4 separate regions of the Mus musculus genome follow, and all the other regions are linked to region 2. A link is a contact called in public ChIA-PET and HiChIP or PLAC-seq data. All regions are on one chromosome and are shown on one strand. Each heading gives the region's core, a stretch centred on a gene start, on an enhancer-like site or on the middle of the called end of the contact. The rest is flanking DNA. Distances are from core to core; before and after follow the strand shown. Region 1 overlaps Prkce (protein kinase C, epsilon). Region 2 holds the start of Prkce (protein kinase C, epsilon). Region 3 overlaps Prkce (protein kinase C, epsilon). Region 4 overlaps Prkce (protein kinase C, epsilon).

Evidence for each region. ChIA-PET counts read pairs in DNA pulled down with a chosen protein or histone mark. HiChIP or PLAC-seq counts read pairs in DNA pulled down with a chosen protein or histone mark.
Region 1: an H3K27ac HiChIP or PLAC-seq map of hepatocytes shows a contact between it and region 2, with 4 times the contacts expected there. The contact joins the enhancer-like site here to the promoter of Prkce in region 2. A contact is called at or near these places in 3 of 39 promoter capture datasets (the 3T3-L1 cell line, hippocampal neurons and liver), 2 of 15 datasets of contacts at CTCF or cohesin (the NIH/3T3 cell line and pro-B cells), 7 of 484 Hi-C or Micro-C datasets (3T3-L1-derived adipocytes, Sertoli cells, bone marrow-derived macrophages and 4 more), 22 of 115 datasets of contacts at active chromatin or transcription factors (the 230-238 cell line, SST interneurons, bone marrow-derived macrophages and 16 more) and 3 of 9 other capture datasets (adipose tissue, embryonic stem cells and liver).
Region 3: a contact with region 2 is called in an RNA polymerase II ChIA-PET map of memory CD8 T cells, with 186 read pairs. The contact joins the enhancer-like site here to the promoter of Prkce in region 2. A contact is called at or near these places in 9 of 39 promoter capture datasets (the 3T3-L1 cell line, the C10 cell line, cranial neural crest and 5 more), 13 of 484 Hi-C or Micro-C datasets (CD8 T cells, the N1E-115 cell line, bone marrow-derived macrophages and 8 more), 26 of 115 datasets of contacts at active chromatin or transcription factors (the 230-238 cell line, the HPC-7 cell line, the SCID.adh cell line and 20 more) and 3 of 9 other capture datasets (adipose tissue, liver and pancreatic islet).
Region 4: a contact with region 2 is called in an H3K4me3 HiChIP or PLAC-seq map of pro-B cells, with 3 times the contacts expected there. The contact joins the enhancer-like site here to the promoter of Prkce in region 2. A contact is called at or near these places in 18 of 39 promoter capture datasets (the 3T3-L1 cell line, the C10 cell line, the HPC-7 cell line and 13 more), 2 of 15 datasets of contacts at CTCF or cohesin (large pre-B cells and pro-B cells), 16 of 484 Hi-C or Micro-C datasets (B cells, the N1E-115 cell line, bone marrow-derived macrophages and 10 more), 24 of 115 datasets of contacts at active chromatin or transcription factors (the 230-238 cell line, SST interneurons, VIP interneurons and 17 more) and 3 of 9 other capture datasets (adipose tissue, liver and pancreatic islet).

The regions. Positions count from the first base shown.
Region 1 is chr17:86,413,342-86,416,076 of GRCm38.p6, forward strand. All of the region lies in intron 2 of Prkce (protein kinase C, epsilon), which reads left to right. Among named protein-coding and RNA genes, the nearest start is that of Gm30284, 30 kb to the right of the region's middle. Within about 2 kb of position 1,475, at least 6 of the 459 cell types and tissues checked have an H3K27ac peak or open chromatin away from gene starts, as enhancers often do. A contact at or near this core is called in hepatocytes and liver, where this site is marked.
Region 2 is chr17:86,166,522-86,169,406 of GRCm38.p6, forward strand. Prkce (protein kinase C, epsilon) reads left to right here and starts at 1,264. Exons shown (of 15, transcript NM_011104.3): 1 at 1,264-2,419. The coding sequence starts at 2,072. It overlaps Gm5817 (predicted gene 5817), which reads right to left and starts at 964. Exons shown (of 2, transcript NR_165800.1): 1 at 1-964.
Region 3 is chr17:86,322,136-86,324,998 of GRCm38.p6, forward strand. All of the region lies in intron 1 of Prkce (protein kinase C, epsilon), which reads left to right. Among named protein-coding and RNA genes, the nearest start is that of 2010106C02Rik, 36 kb to the left of the region's middle. Within about 2 kb of position 1,451, at least 72 of the 459 cell types and tissues checked have an H3K27ac peak or open chromatin away from gene starts, as enhancers often do. A contact at or near this core is called in CD8 T cells, the HPC-7 cell line, the N1E-115 cell line and 6 more, where this site is marked.
Region 4 is chr17:86,380,291-86,383,259 of GRCm38.p6, forward strand. All of the region lies in intron 2 of Prkce (protein kinase C, epsilon), which reads left to right. Among named protein-coding and RNA genes, the nearest start is that of Gm30284, 63 kb to the right of the region's middle. Within about 2 kb of position 1,366, at least 14 of the 459 cell types and tissues checked have an H3K27ac peak or open chromatin away from gene starts, as enhancers often do. A contact at or near this core is called in pre-B cells, pro-B cells and uterus, where this site is marked.

The DNA.
Region 1 (2,735 bases), core at 225-2,724, 250 kb after region 2:
GATCTTTCCTGTCTGCCCGTTTTTCTCTTTCTACAATTCTGTCTCAGCTCACCTTTTCTAGGCACCAGAGGGTGAAGATGATCACTCTACTTCAAGACAGCAAACCTCGGATTGTTCAGGTGAAGGGTGGTCAGAAGTAGGAACCCTGATCCTCGAGCACTTGGCCATGCGACGTGCAGAAGGGAAGAAATTTGTTGTTTCCAATTTCTCTCCATCTCCTTCAGTTTCCTAGGCTGATACTGATGGAGCTACTTTCTGGGCACTGGATGAAGGGAAATAAATGAATAAAGTAACCCTTCAGTGCTGAGAAGAAATAATGCCAAAGAGGGGCAGCCAGGCCCAGGGCTGTGTGGAGGAAGAGCAGTCTGGGAGCTAGGTATTGTTAGCCCCACATAAGAAAGTGGGGTGAAGCAACAGTGTCAACCAGACAGACCCTCCCTCCCCAGAGCTCCCAGGGACTGGACCATCAACCAAAGAGTACACATGGAGGGACCCATGGCTCCAGCCCCATATGTGGCAGAGGATGGCCTTGTTGGACATCAGTGGGAGGAGCGGCCCTTGGGCCTGAGGGTGTTCGATGCCCCAGTGTAGGGAAATGCCAGGGCAGGAAGACAGGAGGAGGTGGATGGGGGAGCACACTCATAGAGGCAGAGAGGGGGGATAGGATAGGGGGTTTCTGAAGGGGAGACCTAGATAGGGGAAAACAAATATCCAAGAAAAGAAAAGAAAAGAAAAGAAAAGAAGAGAAAAGAAAAGGAAAGGAAAGAAAAGAAAAGAAAGGAAAAGAAAAGAAAGTGAGATGAAGTGAAGTGACCAGTTCTTCCCCTCACTCCAGTGTACCTGGGATGTCACTTTCCTCCATGTTCCAGGAGCAGGGTTGTCATAGCTCATCAGAGCCAAGGCAGGTGGAGAGTCACCGTAGCTCTTGGCTACCAGGGCATCGTTCCTTCTCAAATGCACATGTGTATCCACTTGACCTTCAAGGGCAATAATGTGTGTGTGTGTGTGTGTGTGTGTGTGTGTGCGCGCAAGGATATGCGCGCGCACACACACACACTCGCGCATATCCTTGGCCACAGGTCCCACTCTTTTAACAGCTTCTTTTGTTGCTGGTGCTGCTCTCTGTGAACCTGGCCCAATTCTCCAACGTCTAGAGGACAAATTGGTACGGACAATCTGTCTCTCCCACTAAGTGTGATCACCATTCCTATAGGATGTCTCTGCTTTTCTTCTCAGATTCCCAGGTTTTTCAGCAGTAGACAGACTGGGGGTGAGTGGGGAGACAAGCTGGGGCTAATGATATCTCACCGGAGTAGCTGGAAGGGCCTCTCCGTGACATTGCTTCATCTTTTAGATGTAGGGAGAATTAGCCCCTGGGGTGAGCAGAAACACAGCAAGAGGAAAGCAGGCGGCTGTGTGGCAGGGAGACTCCTTCCTGATCAGTGTTCATCTGCTCGGGCAGCTTCTACTTAGACTCTGATCTCTGTGTCCAATCGATTGGCCACTCTTTGTGCCACGTAAACATGCGTGACTGAGCCTTGACCTTGAAGCCAGCCGGCCATGGAGACTTCTGTCTTTTACTGTCTTTTTGAACCTAGGAAAAAAAGAATGGTGGGTAGAAAACAGCTTAAAATAATGTTACCATCAGGAACCTACCTCTTTGCATTAAATTCTGCACTTATTAATAATAAAATGGTGCCCTACCCATCATTTGTGGATTGTTTGATGTTTTGCAAAGCACTTACATAGTCATTATCTTATTTGATTCTCAAAAAATACAATTATGGAGATAAAAGATTATTGTTTCCAGGAAACTGAGTCTCAGGCTGGCTTATGCACTAGCCAGAGATCACAAGGTAGCAGGCAAGAGACCTGGGATGCCTGCTCTTTCTTCTTACTAGAGTTAATATTGACAGCTTGATAGGCTTGTCCACAGAGCAGCAATATTTGCCTGGTTCTAGACACTATGACGTAATGTTAAGATGCTTAAGGTGTGGTCAGTCTATAAATAGCTGGATGTCATGATCAAGGTAATCTTGAGGATGGTTCCATTGCTCTTAAATACATGGTTAGGAAAGCTCCAACCTGCTGAAGGGGTCTGAAGCCCCATAGGAGGAACATCAATATGAACTAACCAGTACCCACAGAGCTCCTTGGAACTAAACCACCAATCAAAGAAAACACATGGTGGGACTCATGGCTCTAGCTATATATGTAGCAGAGGATGGCCTAGTCGGTCATCAATGGGAGGAGAGGCCCTTGGTCCTGTGAAGGTTCTATGCCCCAGTATAGAGGACTGCCAGGGCCAGGAATGGGAGTGGGTGAGTTGAGGAGCAGGGGGGCGGATTTTCAGGGGGGAAACTAGGAAAGGGGATAACATTTGAAATGTAAATAAAGAAAATATATAATGATAATAATAATAATAATAAAAGAATGTTCCAACATTTCAAAGGAGGTTAAAATAGCAAAACCAATGAAAGTCAGCAAGAACAAACCTAGGCAAATGAACTAGAATGTGTGCTTTACTCATCCTCTGCCTCTTCTGTCTTCCCTGCCTCCCTCTCTATTTCTCTCTCTCTCTCTACACACACACACACACACACACACACACACACATGCGCGCGTGCAACTTACATTTTCCTGTAAGGTTCGCATCTCGTTCTGAGATAGGTCGTCCAGGGAGGAGTCCGTAGGACAGTGTTTGTGGGACTTGCTCTGTGAGTGTCAGCCCTACC
Region 2 (2,885 bases), core at 14-2,513:
ACGAACCCCTTCCCGGGCGCAGGCTGGAAGTTCCCGCTGCGCGGCGCCCGGGGCCTGGCGCGCCCCGCCCGGCGCTCCCAGGTTCCCAGTCCCCCTCGGCACAGAGCCATTCCCTGCCGCCCGCCTTCCCGGTCCTGGTCCCTGGCCCAGGAAATTCTTCCCCAGCAGCCCAGGGCTCGCCTCACGTGACCAGCCGCCGTCGCGGCTGCTTCCAGAGAGTTTAAAGGTTACCGAGGAAATTAGTATGGATACAGCCACTGGACCCCAGGAGGACGCATCGGGCTTTCCCGCAGCCCGAACGCCGGTTGTCAGGGCGCGGATCAAGCCTTGTCCTCTTAAGGGGCACACACAAGGTCCCGCATAAGTAGGAGGAGTCACTTTGAGAAATAAACAGACATTCGAACCAGGCCGGGCCCAGGTTCTACTAGTCTTCCACAAGTTCTCGCAACCCAATCAGGCCCAGAACAAATCCCCAGAGGGGAGAGTCTCCTCAAGGGGGAAAAAAAGAGGGTTTCAAAACTCACACCCAGCCGAAGGGCTCAGCAGTCCGGGTGTCCCCTCCCCCATCGCGGCACAGTAGAGAATCCCAGGGCAGAGTGACAAATAGGCCAGCTCTCCGCGGGCGACTGGTGACCGCCGCAGTCCAGGCAGAGTGGGGGAAGGTGATTAGTCTTCTTGGACATTGCGACCCCCTCCATTCCACCAGGCCCAGTTTTAAGTGATAGTGTTGGCCGCAGGGTGCGAGAGAAAAGCGCGGCCCGCTGCTCTCCGGGTCCAGACCCCGCTCTCCTGGTGCAGATCCGAGGAGCACAGACTCGGCCTGCGACAGTCGCTCCCGCACCTCCGCGACGCCACACTCCTGGGTTCCGCGCGGAGTCCTTCCTCAGCTCCCCCGCGCGCCACGGCAAACGGACCCGGCCGGCCCGCTCCTGCTCTTTTCTGCTCGGCTCACTTTTCCCGTATTGCTCCCCCAACCGGCAAAACTTTCTATTTCCCCAAACAGTGGCGCGCGCGCGCGCGCGTGCACACACACACACACACACACACACACACACACACACACACACTCACACACACTGACGTCTTTTGCGCATTTCCTGCATTAGAGGGAGGGAGAATCGCTCGCACAGCGATCGAGGGAAGCAGATCGCGGGCTGAGCGCTCTGGCGGGCGGCGAGCCGGCGGCAGCCGAGAGCGCGGACGCGGGGAGCGCGGCGGGCGGGCGGGCGCCGGCGGGCGGGAGGAGGGGCCGCGCGGAGTCGCAGTCCCTGCCCGGCCGCCGCGCTGCGCACCGCCGGGTGCCGGCCTGCGCCCCGAACCCAAGTGGCGGCCACCTCTACCTCCCAAGCCCGCGCGGATGTGAGATCCCAGGCACCGGGCGCCTCGCGATCGCCGGCTACGGCGCGACTCTGCTTAACCCGGGAGGTGACGGCGGGGCTGATCGTGCGGCTTGTGGATTTTTTAAAAATTTGGCTCCGGGGAGGACCATTTCCTCTCGACATGCATCCCTCCGGATAGACTGCACATCCCTCAGTCCACCCTCCGCCCCGCGCCGTCCGAGGCAGGCGCTGGGTGGGCGAAGAGGATCCGGGTTGAAATCTGTGCCCCCGGTTCTCGTCCCCGCCCCGTCCCGCCGCCCCCTCCCCCTCCGGGAGTCGAAATTGCCCGGGGATTATGTTTCGGAAAGGTAGGTGAGCGCCGGGCGCGGCGCCTGCTTCTCCGCACACGGACCCGAAGAACCAGCGAGGCGGCGAGGCAGCCCCCGCGGCTTGCAGCGGAGGCGACAGCTCGTCTCCTGCCGTGGAGGTGTCGCCGGTGGTGGGGGGGAGAGACTTGCTCCAAAAAAACGGACGTCTCCAGCTCTCCCCCCTCCCTGTTTTCCGTTAGGAATCCGGCGAGGAAATACATGCACTCGCTGAGAATCGGCGGCGCCAGGAGGCAGCGCCACAAGGTGTAGCGAGTGAGTGGGGTGGGGCAAGAGGGGACCCAGGAGTCCCCCAGGCTCCCGGCGCGCCTGCTCCTGCTCTTCAATCCTGCCCTCGGGGCGGACGGAGTGACCCCCGCCCCGACCATGGTAGTGTTCAATGGCCTTCTTAAGATCAAAATCTGCGAGGCGGTGAGCTTGAAGCCCACAGCCTGGTCGCTGCGCCATGCGGTGGGACCCCGGCCACAGACGTTCCTTTTGGACCCCTACATTGCCCTTAACGTGGACGACTCGCGCATCGGCCAAACAGCCACCAAGCAAAAGACCAACAGCCCGGCCTGGCACGATGAGTTCGTCACCGATGTGTGCAATGGGCGCAAGATCGAGCTGGCTGTCTTTCACGACGCTCCTATCGGCTACGACGACTTCGTGGCCAACTGCACCATCCAGTTCGAGGAGCTGCTGCAGAATGGGAGCCGTCACTTCGAGGACTGGGTGAGTCGGTCCTCCACGTCCGGGAGTCCCGGGTCCCAGGGAAAGACTTGCTGCCTGAGCATTGGTCCTGGGGCTCTGGGCTGTCTGTGTGTGCATGTGCGGCTCAGTTTTCTTGAAGAGGCACGTTTTATTTCCTAGCTGAAGAGACATATACAGTAGGGTATGAAAGACGAGATTTGACAGATGGGCACTATCCCTTGCCCCCCCCCCCGTGCCCTCCCAACAGTGGGCAGTACAGGTGGCTTGCAAGTTGGGAGAGAACCCGGAATGCAGGTGCATAGGTTGGTGGAAGGAATCTGCAAGTCCCTGGTGGACTTGGCTGAGCGACTGTGTGTGGGTGGGTCTCTCTGTCCTTGGAGAGACACGTGGAGCTCAGACTGGAGGGTTTTTGTGCCTCCTGGCTTTATCCTGGGTAGCCTAGTGAGTAGTTTTATAAAGCCGTCTTTCTGGTAGGAAGCCCCCTCTT
Region 3 (2,863 bases), core at 201-2,700, 160 kb after region 2:
ATATGTAGATTTTCACTGAAAATTAAGAAAAACAAAGAATAACCCTGGAGTAAGTGAGGCTCAAGAAGGGAGGAGATTGTCTGATCTCACACCAAAACTGTTTCATGTTCTCTATGAATTGTGATCTTGCTCCAGTGTTCTCAGATGTTGATAAAGTAGAATGAACTAAAAGTTACCATCTACATGTGACTGAGGAGAATTAGAATTGGCCTGAGCCTGGAGAAGGACGTAGAGCTTCTAAATTGTTAAAAAACAGATTGACCAATAACAGGGAAGAGGGGTGTGGATTCTTAGAATAACAGCCTATGGGAAGGCTTCTGTGATTCCTGAATTTCAAGCCACATTTATCTACCCTTGACAATATCCTTTTTAAGTGTATCTCTGTGTGTGTGTGTGTGCATAGGCATGTGTGTGTGTGTGTATGGATGTACACATGTGGAGGCTGATGCTGAGTGTCTCCTTTGATCCCTTGCCACTTTGTTTTTTGAGATGGAAGCCTGCTGAACCTATCTTGTCAGGAAGCCAAGAGCGTCCTCCCAGCTCCGCAGCTCTGGTGTTGAGAGTGAGATGTGTGCCATCATCCGCAGCTGTCATGTGAACTCATCCCCGTGCCCGTGCAAAAGGATGCCACCAACTCCACCATTCTCCAAACTTCGTAATAGTATCTCCAGGCATTTAAATACAAACTCAACATTTACGGGGACTATTACAGATAAAGCTCACACCTCCACAATGCAGCTTCTTCTCATTTATTTATTTAATTTATTTGCTCATTCATTTCTTCATTCTCCCATTAAGACTCGTCTGGTGACTCAGCCACGGGGACAATCTTAATACGATTTGTAGTCATTTCCTATTACAGTAGGAAGAAAGGGAACCCGAGAGAGCTGCAGACTGAGGTGTGGCCTCAGCCTCCACCCTGAGCAACAGTGTGACCAAGTGTGTCCTACCAGCACAGAGGAAAGAGTCTACATTTGTAAAGGAGGTTAAGAACACTTGTTCTGCTTGCCCTATAGGAATATCTGCGGCAAGGCATAGAGAGGTGATCAGGTGTCAGGGCTTGTGAAAGATGCAAAGCCTTATTCACATACAGAGGGAAGGCTGTTTCCCCCTCAGACAGATGAGGCCCTCTTGAGGGGAAACTCAATCCTGGCAGCAGAAGGGAGGTTTGAAATGGAAAGTAGAAATTGGAATTGTTGTTGATGTTGACCTCTGAAGGTGATTTAGGGAGCACTGGGTATGGTAGACCACACAGGAAGCCAAAGAATATGGTGGTGAAGAGCAGTGAAGAGCTGAAGCCTGCGGTTGTGACTGTCCTCCCACCCCCAGGGGGCCCTGGGGCATGGCCACACTCCCTGTGCCTCAAGTCCTCTCCTGTAAACACTCTGTCCTCACAACAAAGAGGCAGTACCTCGTTGTTGTGAGGATTAAATGAGTTAGTGGCTGTAAACCACTCCTGAGGTCAACACCTCGCACAGAGGAGCTGCCAGGAAGTCATAGAAACAGTGTCTAGTCGGTAGGTTGTGTGAGTTAAATGTGCCACAGAGCTTTAAAGTGCACAGCATGGGAACTGCCACCCAGCTAGGTGGTGTCCCAGGAGAACAGGTAGAATAGCCAAGCCTTCTTCTCTGTCCTGGTCTAACCTGCAGTTTAATGGTAGAAAGAGTCCTGTGAACCCACATGCTATCGAGCATTAGAACCCCGAGCAAATACATCAACGTGGAGTGGGCATGTTAGAGTTTTGGAGCCTTGTCAGTATGGCAGGAACCTTCTTAAGGAACCTTCCTAGCTTGGTTTTAAACACACACACATACACACATACACACACACACACACAATTGGAAAAAAAATGGCTGCTGAAGTTCCACTGTGAGGGTTCCTGGCTCAGCTAGCAGCCTAGGAATGAGCCTTGTTTGAGCTGGGGTTGATATGCGTTTATAATTGGGTTCCAGGATTCAGGACTCCAGGGAATTCTGCATGACCTCACCACCGTTCTAACCAGCAGCCAGGAAGGCAAACACCTACCTTCTGCATTTATCTAACTGGACTCTGAGGCTCAGCTGCCTTTCCAAGGAGCTGGGATGGGCTAGTTTTGCCAGGGCCTTCCTGGCTATGATTTTTTGGGGGGTGGGGTGGGGTGGGTTGGGGTCCTTAAAGTGAGCACATTAGCAGGGCAGGGCAAGCCCGGGGTTAATGACTGCAGGCAGATGGCTCTTCCATTGCAACTCTCTGGGAAGAAGCAGATGCAGATGCTAATGAAGGCCCATATTTCTGAGCAGTGATGACACAGACAGATTCGTTCCACTTTCTCTTTCTAGCCCTGTGCCCAGCCCTTTAATGGACAGTGTGGCCCCATGAGACTATACAGCTGGAAGAAACCTTAGGATCATCTCTCCCCCTTCCCACAAAGAAAATAGAGGTTCAGAGAGGGTCAGAGAGGCTGCCCCAAGACTCAAGTTCCGGTCCTAAATGTCACACATGACAGCTGGAGGCGGACTGGGCCTAATGGGCACTTCATCATGGCCTATCCTAAATCTCCTTTTCACAATACAAATAACGTATGGGACATTTATCAGGGCCCACTCAGAGGGAATAAAAACACCCGACAGCACCGTGTTCTAGAATGCCCGCGTGGGTTTGCAGAGTGAACACAGCCACCTCTGAGATTAGCTGTGTGTTTGTGAAATCTAAACCTTCAGGAACATGTACAATAAATTAAAACCCAAGTAGAGCGTGCGTGTGTTCAACATGAGTCATGAATACACTTCTATCAGGGAGCAGAGCCCGCCTGGGGCAGGGTGATCAGAGAAGGACCTGTAGTGGAAATGAGGAAAGGGAAGCGGGTGGCTGGGTGGACTCCAAG
Region 4 (2,969 bases), core at 116-2,615, 210 kb after region 2:
GTGCAAAGGCCCTGCACATGAGAAAGCCAGCGTGGGCCAAGAAGGAGAAGAATCTAGGGCAGGAGCAGAGAGCCAGCTCAGTGGGACACTGAGTACCATCACACTGAGGGTCACACTGAGGATCTGGCCTTGACCCCAAGGAAAGGTGGGAGCCACAGTTGGGCTCTGGGCAGAGGGATGGCCTGACCTGAGGTCTGATGTGGCCTTTCTGGCTTCATTGTTAAGAACGGATAGTAAGAAACAGTGACAGTACAAGGGAGGAACGGAGGACCAAGAGCTGAGCCACGCTGTGATGACAGCAGCCAGATCAGGGTGGTAGAAGAAGTAGACTTTGGATATTTTGAGTCATGTACAGTCAGAGTGTGTTGACATGCCGTAAGTGGATTGGGGGACGTAGGGAAGAGTCGGCGATGACCCCAAAGGGCTTCTTCCTAGCAACCAGAAGGACGGGATCATGATGACACATGGCAAGGACTTCAAGAGCATAGGGTCGATTTTTTAGTTCCATTTTGAACTTGTCTAACTTGATGTCTAGGTGATCTTGGGCATGTTCTGTGTCGGAGCTGGTAGTTCACGGTGGAAATGCTGAGGACTCATAAGGGCACGGGTCGTCTGTGGTGCTGTGAGTCTGGAGAGGAAGCTCAATGTCTGGGAGCTGGGGGTAGTTTTAGGAACATCATCCTGCTAGCCCACCATCTTCTAAAAGGGAAATTCAAGTTTATGGAAGTAGGATCAGACTCTTCAATGAATTAGAACCCAGCTCTGCCAATGTTCACCCAGACATCCCATTTTTATTTTGCTGTTTATTAACAAGACAAGGCCTTCCGTGTAGCTCAGGCTAGCCCCGAAACTGCTACCTTCTGTGGAACCTTCTGTGGAATGCTGGCATTACAGACATGAGACACCACACTCAGATCCGGACATTCTTCTTCATAGTTTTATAATGCTGTAAAATGGGTACAGTCCCCTGGGACTCACACGATGATTCAACTGCCTTATTGTGCTTCCTCGGCTCCAGCTCCACTTCCAAATGCCACTCAAGAATGCTGTGGACGTTGGGCAGTCTGCTGCTCGTTAGTAAAAAAGGCAAGAGGAGAAACTGAAGCACTTAGAAATGTTTATGGCCATTTGCCACAGCCACAGTGCCCAAGGGCAACAATGGTTAGATTCATCTTGATGAGCAACGTAAGGAAAAATAGCTATGATGGTTGTCGCATAGGTGGCTCACCTATGGCGTGAGATACGCATGAAAGGTGCAGGCGACTGTGTAGGAGGATCATGCAAACACAGGTCCATTACAACAGACAGCTTGAGAGGCACTGCAGCGTGATGCCCCTGAGGTTAGCCCTCGGGAATCCCTGTCTCCCCCTGAGACTGGAAGCTTCGTTTTGCTCATGTGAGCCCTCGTCATTCTGGGCCAGCCTTCTTCCCCCTTCCACCTGGAGGCTGGGACTCCCCTCCCATGAGACACCCTCCATTTCCTCTTTGAGAGTTATTTTCCCAATCACTCCAGGCTATAAACTCTAGGGCCTATCTGGGGGATTGTAGCTCAGTGATGGAGCATTTGACTAGGATGCATGAGGTTCTAGACTCAATCCCTGCTAGCATGTTCCCCCACCCCAGTGCAGAAATAAATAAAAAATGAAGAATGTGGACTAGAATTGCTTAGCAGGTGATCAAGAACTCCAAAATGTGAGTCTCTCATCCAGGCCTTGTGGGTCGCCAAGATTTATTTTGCATTTTGTTTCAGTTGGACTCAGAGCTGTCCTATAAGGGAGTTTTGTAGGGCAGAGATGTTGGACAAATACCATTGCCACACTGCTGTCAATCATCTGTCACTGTGAAATGGACCAATGTTCCCCAGTTCATGGTATGGTTGGGTGGTTTGGTGAGCTGGTGATTCGCACCCAGCAGAGGATTTGGTATGGAAGCCTGAGCAAAACAGCTCTGTAAAAGCCACACCATGCAGGCGACTTCCACTTCTGAATCCAGACTTGCTCCCAACCTACAGCTCTCAACTCCTTCAGAGACTTGTGGCAGTCTCTTTCTCTCAACCATCTTTTTAGTCAGCGTGCAGGATCTCAAGTGACTGGACCCACGTCCACTGTTTCCACCAACCTCCTGGAAAGTTTCATTCTTTGCTGGTGGTAAGAGGGGGGCTGCCCTAGGGCTCCTGTAATTATTTGGTGTGCCCCAAACATGCCTGTCTCCTAACCTCCCACCCTGCCATCCACATGGCCAAAGATGGAAGCAGTGCAGTTGGAAAGAGCTGCTAGTTCCTATGTACATCCTGTGGTGTGTGAGCCATGCTTCCCAAGGCTGTTCACTCAGCTGGCCACTTGCCTCTCAGCAGTTACCAGTTGCTTCTCTCTCCAGACTCCCTACTTCCTTCCTGTTCTCTCTCTCTCTCTCTCTCTCTCTCTCTCTCTCTCTCTCTTTTGTCTCTCTCTCTCTGTGTCTCTCTGTCTCTCTCTCTCTGTCTTTCTCTGTCTCTCTCTGTCTCTGTCTCTCTCTCTGTCTCTCTCTCTCCTTCTCTGCCTTGGATCATAGGAAGAATAATATGACAAGTGTGAATAGAGGTGTAGCCTTAGGGTGAGTCAAATATTTAACTCAGGTGCAGCCCGGGTCTTTTTTTTTTTTTTTTTTTTAATTAAAATACCATTTAACCCGCCCCCCCCCCCATTCCTTTCAGGATTTAAATTCCTACTGATTAACTACAGCTGGTGGCTTGTAGCTCCAGCAAGATGCATACATACCACTGTTTACAGAGAGGATTCTGTAAACTTTCTGCCTGCTGCTAGCACTAGGTCTCAGATTTCAAAATATGCCACTAAACAGATGGTGGGGGAGAGAGAGAGATACTTGGGAGTGAAATGTCTCCTTCTCTTTGTTTGTGGCTTATTTTTATTTGTGGGTGTAGCTTATGTCTGGTTGGCTCTCATTTATACCAGGTAAGAATATCCTGTCTT